2 separate regions of the Gossypium hirsutum genome follow, and region 1 is linked to region 2. A link is a contact called in public Hi-C data. All regions are on one chromosome and are shown on one strand. The core of a region is the stretch at or near the end of the contact, and the rest is flanking DNA. Distances in the headings are between cores, read along the strand shown. Region 1 holds the start of LOC107959855. Region 2 holds the start of LOC107961468.

Region 1 (6,557 bases), core at 2,870-5,369, 130 kb before region 2:
AACAATGTGGATTAGGTATGTTTTTAGAGAGAATAATAATTTAGTAGCAGGTTTCTACGGAGGTTAAGCTTGCAGATTTTAGATGATGCGTTAAATAAAGTTTTAGAGTTTCTGCAATAAGATAAAGTTAATGGTGTTTTTGCTCAATTTAATTTGATGGTGTTTTTACTCAATTTAATTTGATAGAATTGTTCTCTTGTTTAAAAAAAAAAGTATTTATCTAAAAATGAGTTGAATTGTTCTGATTTAATTTATAATTTTATGTTGCACAAATAAATATTTTAGCGAAGAGTTGCCTGAATCAGTGACTAGAACTCTTTCTCAACAACATTTAAATAATACAAGTTTAAATTCTATATTTTTTCTTCTCCGATATTGTATTAATAAAAAGAAATATTTTATATCTAAAATAGCAAAAATAATTTAAAAGTTTTTATAAAAAATTATAGAGGGTATTGATTATATTTTATTTATTTGAAATTTATTGTTTTTTAAGAAATATTTATAAAAAATTTCAGTAAATTCTACAAAGGACTCCAATTGAGATGGTAGTAGGTTTTTTCTAGACCTGTGGCAGGGAGTACGCGAATAATAAACAAATTCGAAGGCTAGTAATTTGAATTCGGGTATTTCAGAAACTGTAGACATCCAATGGAAGCAACATTTAAAAGAAAAATCTGATTCCAGTATGCTCAATAGTAACAGAATTTGTATCCAATGAAAACAGAATTCAACTACTGCAGCTTATGCCATATATATATATATAGCATGTGCTGATTTCAACATATGCAAATGGTAACTATGAACTACTTACCTAAGTATTTCTTACAAAATCCTAACCCAATGTATGTAACAGCAATGACGTAACATACACTTCTACATATCCATACATCCTAAAAGTGACTACTTTTTTGCCTAAGATGATGATGATTCAACCATTGTGTTTACCATCTCCAACAGCCCTTTTATCTCGCTCTGTATTTTGGATTTAGCCTCTGATGACATTGTTTCCTCTGATGTCTCCAGCATTGATGTCAGCGTCTCGAGCTTCTGCTTGATGTAGTTCAGCTCCAAATTTCCAGGTGCCAAAAACTTTGTTGATCTTTCCTTTGCTAGAGAAGGGTTTTTGGCACCTGGTATTTCCTTCTTGTTATGAGCTGATGCTGCCTGGTGAAGTCGAAGCCGAAAACTGACATTGGCAGATCCAAAAGGACTATCATTTTGTGAACTGCTGAAGGCTTGTTTGGCGTCGGAGGTTCTTAAGAAGACAACACGAGCACAGAAATTACTGAAGAACATATCAGTGTCGTCCATGTCTAAAGCTCCATATCTGCTGTATATTCGGATAAGATCGTCCTTTGTAGGCAATGAGGATCCGGGACCGAATGTCACGAAGAGGGCAGCAGGTAAATCATTTCCAACTGCAGCAATGGCAGTTTGCTTCCTTTTAGGAGTATATGCCTTCAGTCTCTCAGTTTTCTTCAGTGACGCCCTGGTTGCTTGTCTGGGTTTGGATTCACCCATCTTTGTTTCTTCATTTTTTCCAACTTTTTTCTTATGGGATTTATGTCCAGAGGGAACATGACCAGCCATAGATCGGTTGCTTCCTGATGACACAGTAGAAAAGTCTGGAGATTTTCTCTTTTTCTGATGCTGGAACTGATTATACATTTCATAGTCAGATCCATCTCGATAAACTGAGCTTCTAAATACAGATAAAAACTCCACAACAAATTCAAAAGAGCTATTTTTCCTTTGATATTGCGGACTAAGAGCCATGGATCGGACTTCAACTAGAACTTCGTTAGCAGGAGTTTCAACTTTTGCTAGATCATTCATCTGATTCAGGTATCGTTTAGGTGTAAGAAAATTCGATTCATTCAAGGATTCTTGCTCTGGATGAACTTCTTCAGGGACTTCATTCCCTTTACCCGTAACAAGGTTGTCAGTAGCCTTGCTCATTGTCTCCCCAAATCGGGTGTCACTGGAAACTTCTACAGATTCATCTTCTATCTCGGTTTTCCTTAGCTTCCCAGTTGAACTTGTGTAAGGAGGAGATAAGTACTTGCTTTTCTTCCTTTCTCTAGTAAAAGAACCACTCTCGAATAGGTCCTTAGTTTCAGCATCAATCCTTCTGATACCAGAACCAACATTCAATTTCCTTTTAATCGAAACAGGTTGGTTATCAGTATCTTCTTTGCCCCGATTATCACCGTCATTATCGCTTGCTTGTTTAATCTTCGTTTTTCTTCCCCTTGATGAATAAACCTTATCCATTCCTTCATTGGCCTCAATGAAATCAACTTCAGCATTTAATCCTGAAAGCTCATTTCCCTTCCCCTTTCTTGGTATGAAACTCGAATCACTTCCACCATCACCATTAACTTCATCATTGCCTTTCATCTTTTTTCTCCGAGATGAGGATGCTGGTTTGCTGGACTTTGAGACCTTATGAGCCTGTACATCTAAATCACCTTTTAAAATTTCAGCAATGCTTTTCTGCTTCCTCCTGTGATACATGGCATCCTCCGAAATATCCAGACTCCTCAACAAAGCCCGACTGCCTTGGCCAGATTTTGGATGGGACAAAGAAGAAATCCAATCTTCTTCGACTGGCCCTGTGATTGGGATTCCCACTGCCTCACTATAATCACTCATGTCCACAACAAGAGTTCTAACATTTTCTTCAACATCCGGAATGGACAGGGGTTCATAGTACACTGGCATTCCAAAGCGCCCTATTGATCGATTAAAAGCTGAAAGCCAACCCTTCAACAGTGCACATTCAAGCAAATTACACATAGAAACCGCCTGCGAAATTTGTTTCAATTTACCAAGAACTTCTTTTGGCTCAAAGAGACCAACTAAAACCTTTCCAATTCCACCTTCAGGCACAAGAACTCCTTCCTTTATCCCAGCATTCGCAGCTAAAGGTCGGTCGAGTCCAATACAATTCTCCTTTGGAACGCACGAGCAAGTCATCTTCGACTCAACAAGTCGGCCGATTTCATCAACAGAAGTCCGTACAGCATTGACAAAGTTCTTAGAGCTACTCAACTTCGACATATCCTCAAAATTCTCCTCAAAAGGCCTCAACTGAGAAGGAAGGCACCACGCAAACGAACTATCCCCAAAGTATGCAACAAGGAGTCTTCCCTTCTGCCGCATTTTCACCGCATAATCTGAAGCATCAGTCGGATTATAGACCTGCCCCGGCCACCATGGATGACTCTTAATCTTACCCCATACAAAATAACCAGCAGAGAACTCACCACTAACACTACCACCATCACCATCGTAGTCATCTATTTTATTCATCATCATCTTCCCACCATTGTCTTTCTCATCCAATTTTGCCATTTCATCGTCATCATTTGGTAATACATTTTCAGCACCAATTTCTTTACTTTCATCAACAGCACCTAAAAGGGTGCCGAACCCTTCACCGCTATCACTCCTTCCACCATTAACATCAATGTTCCTAACACTTCCTTTCATTTGTAACAAAGAAGAAACCCCATTCAATTCAGAATCCTCAAGTCCCTCACCATCTTCATCAACACAAGAACCTCCCTTTCCATTTATAGAAACCCTAAAACCATTTTCCCATGATCTTTCAACCGTTAACCCACCAGCTTTAGAACCTTCATTAGCATCTTGGTCTAAAGACTTATCCCCAGTAAGGGTTTCAGTTGGCTTTTCAAAAGCTTCCATGTTTTCCCCCTGAAAATGATTGAATTGTTTTTCCCCCAAGAAAATCAACCTCAAAAAATGGGATTTTTACAACTGAAATAGAGGAAAAAGTAAAAACAACAATATAATCATTTTAATTAAAAAAAGAAAAACAGTAAACAAAAATACCCACTAACACTTACCCATACTTTAAGAGAAAAAAACCTAAACAAATAACAAATCATACAGTTCAACATAAAAATAATTCAAACAAAGAACTAAAAGAAAAAGTACCTGTAGATGAAGAAGAAAATTAAGGGTTTATTAGTGTGCAGGTGAGTTTTGAGGATTGGCGATTTACGACAAAAGAGCACTTGGTCCGGATTTTAAAGAAGAAGATCGTACAGAAGGAAGTGCGGAGACCCTCCTTTTACGGATGTTTGACACGTGTCATCTAATGTTTGCGATGAACTAGGCAAGGCAACCTATACCTCAACAAAATTAAATTTGTAGGTTTTATGGAAATAAGTTGTAATTAAATCTAATTTTGAGAAAATCTCACTTTTTCTTTTTATATTTAAATGAGAAGTATCTTTCAATTTGCCGATTCATATCATTTTTCCACTCCTCCAAATTCCAACTTTACATCAACCCTTTAGAGGTTTTTTTTCCAATTCTGCAAATTTCCTCTCTTTTTTTAACGATGTTTAAAATTATTTACAGTCCTTCTCCGATTCATATATAAGTAGATAATATGTTTCAAAATACTTAAATTCACGTCTTCCTATATTAACAATAATATTCATACTAATTGAATTAAAGAATAATAATTTTTTATTTCATTAGAATTATGAGGATAAATGAGAGGAAATCTTAGACTGATAACTAGAGTTCCACACTCACATATCTCAATTTTAATATTTTTTAATTTATTTGTTTCCTTTCTTATTTTGTATATATTCATTTCCTTTGATTGCTTAAAATAATAATAATTAAAAAGGGGTAAAAAAATTTACAACCTTTGTTTGTCAAATAAATAATTAATTATATTTTTTATAATAATTTATATAAAAGATCAAGAAGATAAAAAATAATATTTCACATTTTAAGTGAAAAAATTACTTTATTACTTCAACTTTTCCATCAAACTCTAAAAAAAGCAAGAATATAAAAAAATTTAAAATATGTTATAAGTCTATGTATTTATTCACAAAATTTAAATTTAATCCTTATATTTTTATTTTTAAGAATTTAATTTCTCTACTTTTTTTTATTTCAAAATTCAAGTCTAACTTTAAACACTTATAATTTTTTATTAACTTTGTTGACGTGACATTTTTAAATAAAAATATTTACTTATAGCCACTTAATTAAAAAATTAACATTTGTAATGAACCTAAATTTAACAAAATAATTTTAACACTATTAATAGTTAGACCTAAAATTTAGAATCTAAAAAATTAAGAAACTGAATTCCTAAAAATAAAAATATAATTACTAAATTATAAATTTTCAAAAAAATACAAAGATTTATGACATATTTTAACCTGCAAAAATTATCCAATTTTAATGTACTAACATTTAGGACCAATTTTAAGATTTTTTTAGGTTAAAATATGCCTTGAGTCCTTATACTCTTCGAATATTTGAAATTCACTCTACTTTTATTTCTAGAAACTTAGTTTCTCTATTTTTTTTTTTTAGATTTCAAAATTCATATCCAATTATTAACATTAATTTTTTTGTTAAATTTGTTGGTATGATATTTTGAAGAAAAAAACACTCATTTAGTAGCCATGCAATAAAAAGATTGATGTTAAGGAACTGAATTTAGCAGAAAAATTGACAATATTAATAATTGAACTTGCATTTTTAAATCCAAAACCTAGAGGACTAAATTCCTTGAAATAAAAGTAAGGGACCGAAAATTTGAATATATGAAAAACACAATGACTTACAGCATATTTTTAACTTTTTTAATAACTAGGCATAATGTTAAATTCAGCCCTTAACATTTACATTATTTGTCAGGTTGGTTCTTTTTCTTTTTTTTTTTTAGTTAAATTTGAGAATCAACCTATTAAAAAGGGTAAAATTTGACCATCAACCTTTTAAAAAAGAGTCAAAATGATGTTTTTTTTAACGAGAATCCTAACTAAAATGTTAAAATTTTAAAGAAGACAATCTACATGACAATCCACGTGTACTCTATGTCAATTTTTTTTTAAATTTTATGAATTTTTTATATATTTTTTATTTTTTATAATTTTTGAATTATTTGCTGACGTGACATATAAAACAAAAGATGCTATGTTATTGTGCTAACAATATTAAAAAATAATGTTTTAGTCATCATTTTCATTAAAAATAAGTTATTTGACTCTTTTTTAAAGGTTAAGGGTCAAATTTAATTTTAAAAAAAGAGTCAAATTGACAAAAAATGTAAATTTGAGGACTAAATTTATCAATATGCCAAATAACTACACTTAAAAACCAACACAATGTGCAATGCACGAGTTTAGTTGTATATATTAATTAAAGTATATTATATTTATTTTTTAAAATTTTGTGATAACCTTTTACGATGATTGGAAAAAATAATATAATATGATTATTTAATTTTTAAAATTTTATATTAATAATAATATAAGTTAAAAATAAAATAATAAATATTTAAAATAAAATTGAATTGATTACTCTTTGCGATAAATTATTTAAAGTAAAAAAAATATTAAATATTAGTTAATTTTAAAGAGAAAATAGAAACTTTTTAACATTATATATTTAGCGACGTAAAAATTTCGCTTTGGTCGCTAATTGAGGCGATTATTTGAAAATTTGAAAAGGGAATTTCGGTTTTAAAGAGAAAAGGAGTCGCCACCGAT
Region 2 (7,221 bases), core at 681-3,180:
TCGAGGGTGTCGACCAAGGTTTACACGACTCACACAGCCTGACCATTGAGCCCACACAGCCCTGGCAATTTAACGTATCGAAGACGGCCTGACAACCATGTCACACAACCGTGGCACACAAGCGTGTCCTTTTTCAAAAAGTTGTATTTTACAAGGAAAAATGACACTTAGGGGGCAAGAAAGCCAATCAAAAGCCTATATAAACACCCTAAGTATGACCTAAAAAAGGGGCTTCTCTCTCTAGAACTTTTCTGGAACATAGAACCACACGCCGGGAATTACTTGAAGGAAGCCAGACGATCCATCTCAAAAGCCGGAGTTACTCCAAGACTGAAGATCTCTCTCAGAATTCCTTCAGGGGTTTTAGAGTTTTCTTTATGTTTTGTTATTTTTATACTTTTGAGATGTATTCTTATTTTATTATGAACTAAACCCCTTAGATACCTAAGGGGGATAAAACCTATGATGGATCTTGTTATTATTATCTAAATTGTATGATAAATACTTGATTTGTTCTTAATTATGTGTTCTTAATGCTTGAGTTAATATTCCGGGTATTAATTCATGATTTGATGTGCTTATGCAGAGGATGAATAAACCCTGCCTAAGAGTAGATTTGGCATAATTAAGCAGAGTTGATCGGGCGCCTAGAAATAGGGTTACGGGATTTTACCGGATTAGGGTAAAACCTAATATGGGAGTCCATAGATCGAGCTAATGCAACCCTAGAGTGTTAATTAGAGAAAAGTCTCGGTTATCCAATCTAGGGGTTAGACGTTATTAGTCTTGAATAGGGATAATAACATAGGTTAGGGAGTCTTACGGATCAAGTCAAGTGAATAAATAGTCCAGTTCAGAGTCAAGTAACAAGTGAAATCTAGGTGGATTCCTCCTTGGGTGTCGTCTTTATCAATTGCTTTTCTTCAAGTCTTTTTCCAAACTTTCTCTTTACTTTGATTAAATTAGTTAATTAGTTTAGATAATTAGTTTAATAAACAAACCCTTTTATTCTTAGGCTAGATAATAAAAAGATAGTTATTACTAGTACTTTTGGTTCCCTTGGGTACGACATCCCTATCTTGCCATTACTATACTATTGTTCGATAGGTGCGCTTGCCTTTTCGTCGTGATAATAGTTAGTCTAGGTTTGATCTTCATTATAAAAATTTATTACTTGTTACGAATCACTGCGATCAATACTTATCTACTAACTCCTCTTAATGGTCTATATGCCATGTAAGGACCTCAAATTTTGAATTCCATAGCTATTTGATCCTTTTAGCTACTAGAATTCAACTTTTACATGTTATACAATTTGGTCCTTTTATCAATTAAACATGTAATTAGTAAAATTTTCTTAACGAAATTTTTATACAATATTCCTATCAAACGATAGACCATAAAATAATAGTAAAATAAATTTTTTGGGGACTCGAATTTGTAATCTCGAAACCCCTATTTCAGTTTCACTGAAAACGGGCTGTTACAGCTAGTATGACTATTAAAATTGCTTACCGATTTGTCCTTGATAAGACATAAAATAAGTAGAGATCTTTAATACTTGGTCTTGTGTTCAAACTATGTCTTTTCAATCATGGTAAGTCGATCATACTAAAACTCTTAGTAAAAAAAGTAAGATATAATTTGACCCCTAAAATAGGAGTCTTTATGTTACTTTTATCTAAAAAAATAAGAAATATAATGATGAAATTATAAAAATATAAATCATTTAAAATTTTATAGGAAGAGTGTTGTGAACATATATATATATATAAATGAAATAGTAGGTGACTGGTTAAATATCAAGAGGATTTATGAGTGTTGGTATGGATTCACGTCAAGAAGTAAAAAATAAAAAAATTCCCAACTCAAATTTAATTATTCCTGCCATTCAAATAGTGTGAAGTCTTATCACTTTGAAGATGAGGTGAGCATGCCTTAAAAGATTTCTCAACCTCTTTTGGCCCTTCACTTTATATATGGATAATACATAACCCTTTTTTTCCTCACTTTTTCCCTCCGCTTTTTCTCTTACTGTTTCTTTGTTTCCTCGTAAAAATCAACCTGAATATCTAACACAAATATCCCAAAACCTAATACTTTTTTGCCTTTTTTTTTTTCCTCTCTAAAAAATGTACCTTAAACATCCACTCCCTTGTTTGCATTGCCAACCACATGACTACATTAGAATGGTAATAACACCTTACAATATTATGTAACCATCTCTCCAACATCTTGGGATTCGTAGAATCTTCTGCTTTGTTTGCACAGTGTTTCTGACCCTCTTTTTTGTGTGTAAAAAGTATAAAATTCCAGGTTCTTGAAGCTTTGAGTTGATTTTGTTTTTGTAGGTTCAACATATGATTGAGAGGTGTTTGCTCCTTCAGATGAGCAGAGATGACTGTGTCAAAGCACTGGCTAAGTATGCTAAGATTGAACCAATCATCAGCCTAACAGGTAAAAGGGTATCTTTACAAATATCCCGAATTTGGGGATTGGCACCTCTTAAATGTGAATCCGCGGACCAAAATTGTCATTGGTTTTGAACCAGCTTATGCTGATGCTTTAATTTGCAGTTTGGAAAGAGTTGCTTAAAGAGAACAAAGCCTTCTTTCGTGACTATTTCCAGGCAAGGCAGTACTTGAACAATAAGTCTAAAATCAAATTCTGTTTTGGATTTGTTCTTTGGCATGAACTTAACTGAATTTTTTTTTTTTTTTTTGTGATGAAGATAGCTCAACTCAAAGGAGGGCTAAATTCAGAAGAAGAAAGTATTAAGAAAGATGATCCAAAACCTCTATGACTGAAGATCACGTATAAACTAAATAGAAGTGATCAAGAACTGGACAGACCTCTATTTCAGCCTTCAGATTGCAAAATATAACTGGGTCTTTTCTTCTTTAATGTTTTTAGACCCAGATAAGGATTGTAATTTCTTATCCTTTTATATATAATATGCTAAGTTCCCTTAATCTTACCAACTATCTTCCAAGTTTGTCTAGGATTCAAAATTACCGTCGGAATTTCCATATGATTCAATAAATAATTGTTTGGAAATCTTGATTTGGGTCAAGAAATTTTATATTTTTTATTTGGATAACAAAATAATAATAATAATAAAAAGAGTCCAATTTCTTAATAGTTAAATTTTAGATTTTAAAATCCATTTTAAAACTTGGAAATTTCAAAATGTAATATTGATTAAAAAAACATGAGAATTCTTTTGCTTATAATATATCATCAATGAAGTTCAAAGTTTTTAAAATCAATCGACAAGGAAATTAATTAGATCACTAGTACTCAATTCAATCAGTTTGATCAATCCGACAGGTTCAACTAAATAAATTATTAAAAATAGATAAATTCGGTTCGAACGGCCCAATCAATTCACGAGTCAACTAATCTGACCTTTTATTTCGAATTGGTACCTCGACCGATTTCAATCCAAGTTGTTTGACCAATCAATCTAATGTCTTCCTTTTATAGGGGTTTCATAGAAACCGAATCTAGTTGAGCCGAGTTGTTTACATGTATAATGCTAATATAGTATATATTTGTCAACAATTTAGGTTATAATGTTCTACAATTTTGGTCTCAAATAGTATTCAGATTTCTTAATATTATTTAAAAGAGTTAATGTTTTAGATTTTTATTTTTAATTTTGGAAGATAACATTGTTGTTATTATTTATACTATAATATCCATGTTTATATAAAGTTTAATTCAATTCAATTGTCAAAAAAATAGATTTTTAATAAAAATATTAAAAACTTTAGTTTAACTAATTCAGCCGCTCAATCAATTAGTCCATACCAATTTTCGAGTTAACTAGCCTAATGTCTTTCTTTGGATAAGTATCTTGATCATTTTTTGGTCCGACTACCCGGACCAGTCTGTATAATAATATTATTATATTAATTTAAAATTTTATAATTTTAAAGAGATTAAATTAAAAAATGTTGGGAATGCCTACTTTCCCTCCATGAGTGCAGCCCCAAAGGCAAAGGCAAAAGTTGTATAAGGAAGAGTGAAGATAAAATAAATTTGCCATTATAATTTTTACTATTTTTCAAAGTAAAAGAAAATAAAAATTTAAAAGATTAGAAACAGTAGGATTCCGGCCTGCCCCTCACTACACACCCTGAATTATAAAGATTTGGTTCCATCAATGCCTTCTTACGTTATTAATGTAATATATTACTTATGAGATATAAAATAAAATATAGTTAGTATAATTTTAAATTTTAAATTAGAAATATGAGTAATTTTTTTTTGTAAATATTAAGACACTTTTAAAATTAATAAAAAAATTTCTTTCATTTTACTAAAAATAAATCACGAAAATAACTAAATATTACCAATTAAATAAATTATAATTTACTCATATACTAAAACATAAATAAAAAATAATACTTCCACCAAGCGTAATATAAAAGTTATAATTTTAAAGCATACATGTTTAAAGAGAGGCATGGAATTTATTGTATTATTGCTTAATCAAGTGCTTGCTTAATCAAATCAAGTGCTTACTTTTAATGTGAATTTTAGCATTATTGTTGTAGTTGAAAAATAAAAATTTTACTTAAATTATATTTAAGCTCATTTAATTATTAATAAGTTTACGTTTTGATCATTCAACTTTAGAAAATTATAATATAGTCATTGAATTATTTGAAAGTTTTCATTTTGAATCATTAAGTTACAAAAATTGTTGATGTGTGGTCTTCTTTGTTTGCGCCGTTTGCACCAATCCAAAACTCTTATTTCTCTTTTTCTTTTATAGTTTAATTTTTTTAATGGAATAATTTTAAATATTACGAATTTATAAATCAAAATCTAAACAGTTTTCTTCTTCCATTTTTAATATTGACCATCAAATGGGTTTACTATGAGGTATTTCCAAGCTAGATCCTCGGCCAATATAGGTGTACTACTAGATTTTTCCAAACTTCATGGAACATTGTTGGAGTTGATGAGGTGAGTGCAAATTCAGATTTTTTTTATTACTATTTTAAATTGGTGCTATATTAGGGCCTTTTAATGTTTAGTTCCCAAATCCCAGTCAAGTAGTTGATTTCAGACATTCCGTGCTGCACTGCAGTTTATAAGTGCATTACTAAGATTCTCTCAAATAGAATGAAGAAGTGTTTACCTATGATTATATGTAACAACAATAGAGGGAAGAAGCTTAGTAGACAATGTTCAGCTTGCCCAGAAATTGGTGAACGGGTATGGTAAGAAGAAACTATCTTCAAGATGTGCATAAAAGTTGATTTTAGGAAAGCTTTTGATTCTATCAGTTGGGTTAGGATTTTCTGAGGTGTTTGTAAGTTTAGAAGTTGCAGTACTTAAACCATTTTTTCCGGAAAGATAAGGCCATAAGGCAATTCATTAACTCAAGTAACATCCGCAATTGGATCCCGTGGGGGTAATCCACTCCAAAACAAGTCTCATATTCACAAAGCAAACCCATGCGCCCAATCCTTCTGGCTACCTTGTTTATCGATCTACTAACAGAACTAAAAGCTAAAGAATTGAAAGATGAAGACAATTATGGGGTCTCAAAAACAAAGTGACCCAAATAACGAAGAAATAATCTGACTCAATAATAACAGGCCCGTATCCCTTGCGAACCAAGCCCTAGGTGAATAGCATGGGCTTCCCCCCCAACGTTGCGTCCCAACAGCTGGTCTCAAGGCATACCACCCCACTGAGGATCAGCCCATCTTCGTCACACGCAACACAGCCAAGCTCCACAATCCCATGCGACATCAACATGGAGCTATAAATGGAAGTCTTGTAGGGGCTAAGGGAGTTAGGCAAGGGGATACAAGTTGCCTCTAGTTGCAAGAAACTTGAGGGATACAGATTGCAATTCTTTACTAAAAAAGATTGCACAAAGAAATCGCAAATGGACCACTAGAAACCTTTTATTTGCTGAAAGGCTACAATTATCACAATCAACCTTCAAAATTTTTGTTGTAGAGTATCATTGCTTCCCTCTAAAGTCATTAATTCTTTTCTTTGGAAAGGGATGGAAGGGTTAGCCAAAGGAGCAAAAGTGAGCTGGAAAGGAATTTGTCACCCTAAATCTAAGAGGAACTTGGTATTAAAGATCTAGTCACATAGAATAAAGCCTGTATATTGCAAAATTTGGGGATTTATGTCGATGCAATCTGGATCTATTTGGGTAGCTTGGACAAATTTTTATGTTATTAAAAGGTAAGAATAATTTTTAGGATCAAGTTACATCAAGGCATAATTAGGTGTGAAGAAATTAATTGAGACTTAGATGTTTGATTACACTGATTAAAAGATTTTCAAATATGTACAAAGCACATAAAATTGTTGGAATATTTTCAAAATATTTATAATGTTTAATAGTTATAATTGAAAATGTAAGAAGATGTATGAGAATTTCTATAAATAAGAGTCAAATTTAATTTGTTTTACCCACTAAAAATATAGAAACTTTTGTTTCTTTTGATTCTCCTCCATCTTCTATTATTTTTAGATTATTCTATAAAAGATTACTGCAAAAATTCTTTATAAAGATCGATTTTCTTGCTATAATTTACTCAATGCTCAATGAATTATTTCCGTTAGTGTAAAATGTAGACAGTCATTAAGTTTTATTGTATTTTCAAGTTTTATTTTCTAGTAACTCTTTTGCATACCAAAATTTAGATAAGAAAGAATAAAACCTTAAAAAGTGACATTGATACATACTTTAAAATTTTAGTTATTTTCTCATAAATTTATTTTTTATACCCAGAATTTTTAGTGTAAAGTTTCTTGGCATAGAATTGTTTGGTGCGACCTTTCAATACCAAGGCATGTTTTTATTACTTGGCTTGTAATTCAAGATCGATTGACAAGAATAAATTGATCTCATGGGGATACCAAGTTAAACCTGAATGTGTTTTATGTTGTGATGGTTTAGAATCTAAGGAGCATCATTTTCTTTGTTGTTGTTATTCAAGAGAGCTATGGGGGAGAATTTTGCAAGCATGTGTTTTAACGCAGTGAAAAGTAAGGATGAGTGTTGGATTAAATCGAGTAAAGATTTTTGAGATAGTTAAATTGACAAGTCTTATTTTATTCTTTTTAATTCGTTTTAAATTTTTTCAAATCAAGTAGGGTGAATTGAAATTCGAGTTGAATCAAATTGAATTAAGTTAAAAAAATAAACATGTCAAATTAAAATATTGTTATAATATA

What was found. A called contact is a pair of places that touch in the nucleus more often than the background predicts.
Region 1: a contact with region 2 is called in a Hi-C map of leaf, with 3 times the contacts expected there. The contact joins the promoter of LOC107959855 here to the promoter of LOC107961468 in region 2. A contact is called at or near these places in 2 of 34 Hi-C or Micro-C datasets (both in leaf).

What each region holds. Positions count from the first base shown.
Region 1 is chrA05:99,233,120-99,239,676 of Gossypium_hirsutum_v2.1, reverse strand. LOC107959855 reads right to left here and starts at 4,119. Exons shown (of 2, transcript XM_016896018.2): 1 at 3,967-4,119; 2 at 664-3,786. The coding sequence starts at 3,714. The coding sequence ends at 916.
Region 2 is chrA05:99,100,842-99,108,062 of Gossypium_hirsutum_v2.1, reverse strand. It overlaps LOC107961468, which reads left to right and starts at 1,930. Exons shown (of 4, transcript XM_016897593.2): 1 at 1,930-2,192; 2 at 2,352-2,457; 3 at 2,577-2,629; 4 at 2,732-2,977. The coding sequence starts at 2,133. The coding sequence ends at 2,803. It also overlaps the pseudogene LOC107960978.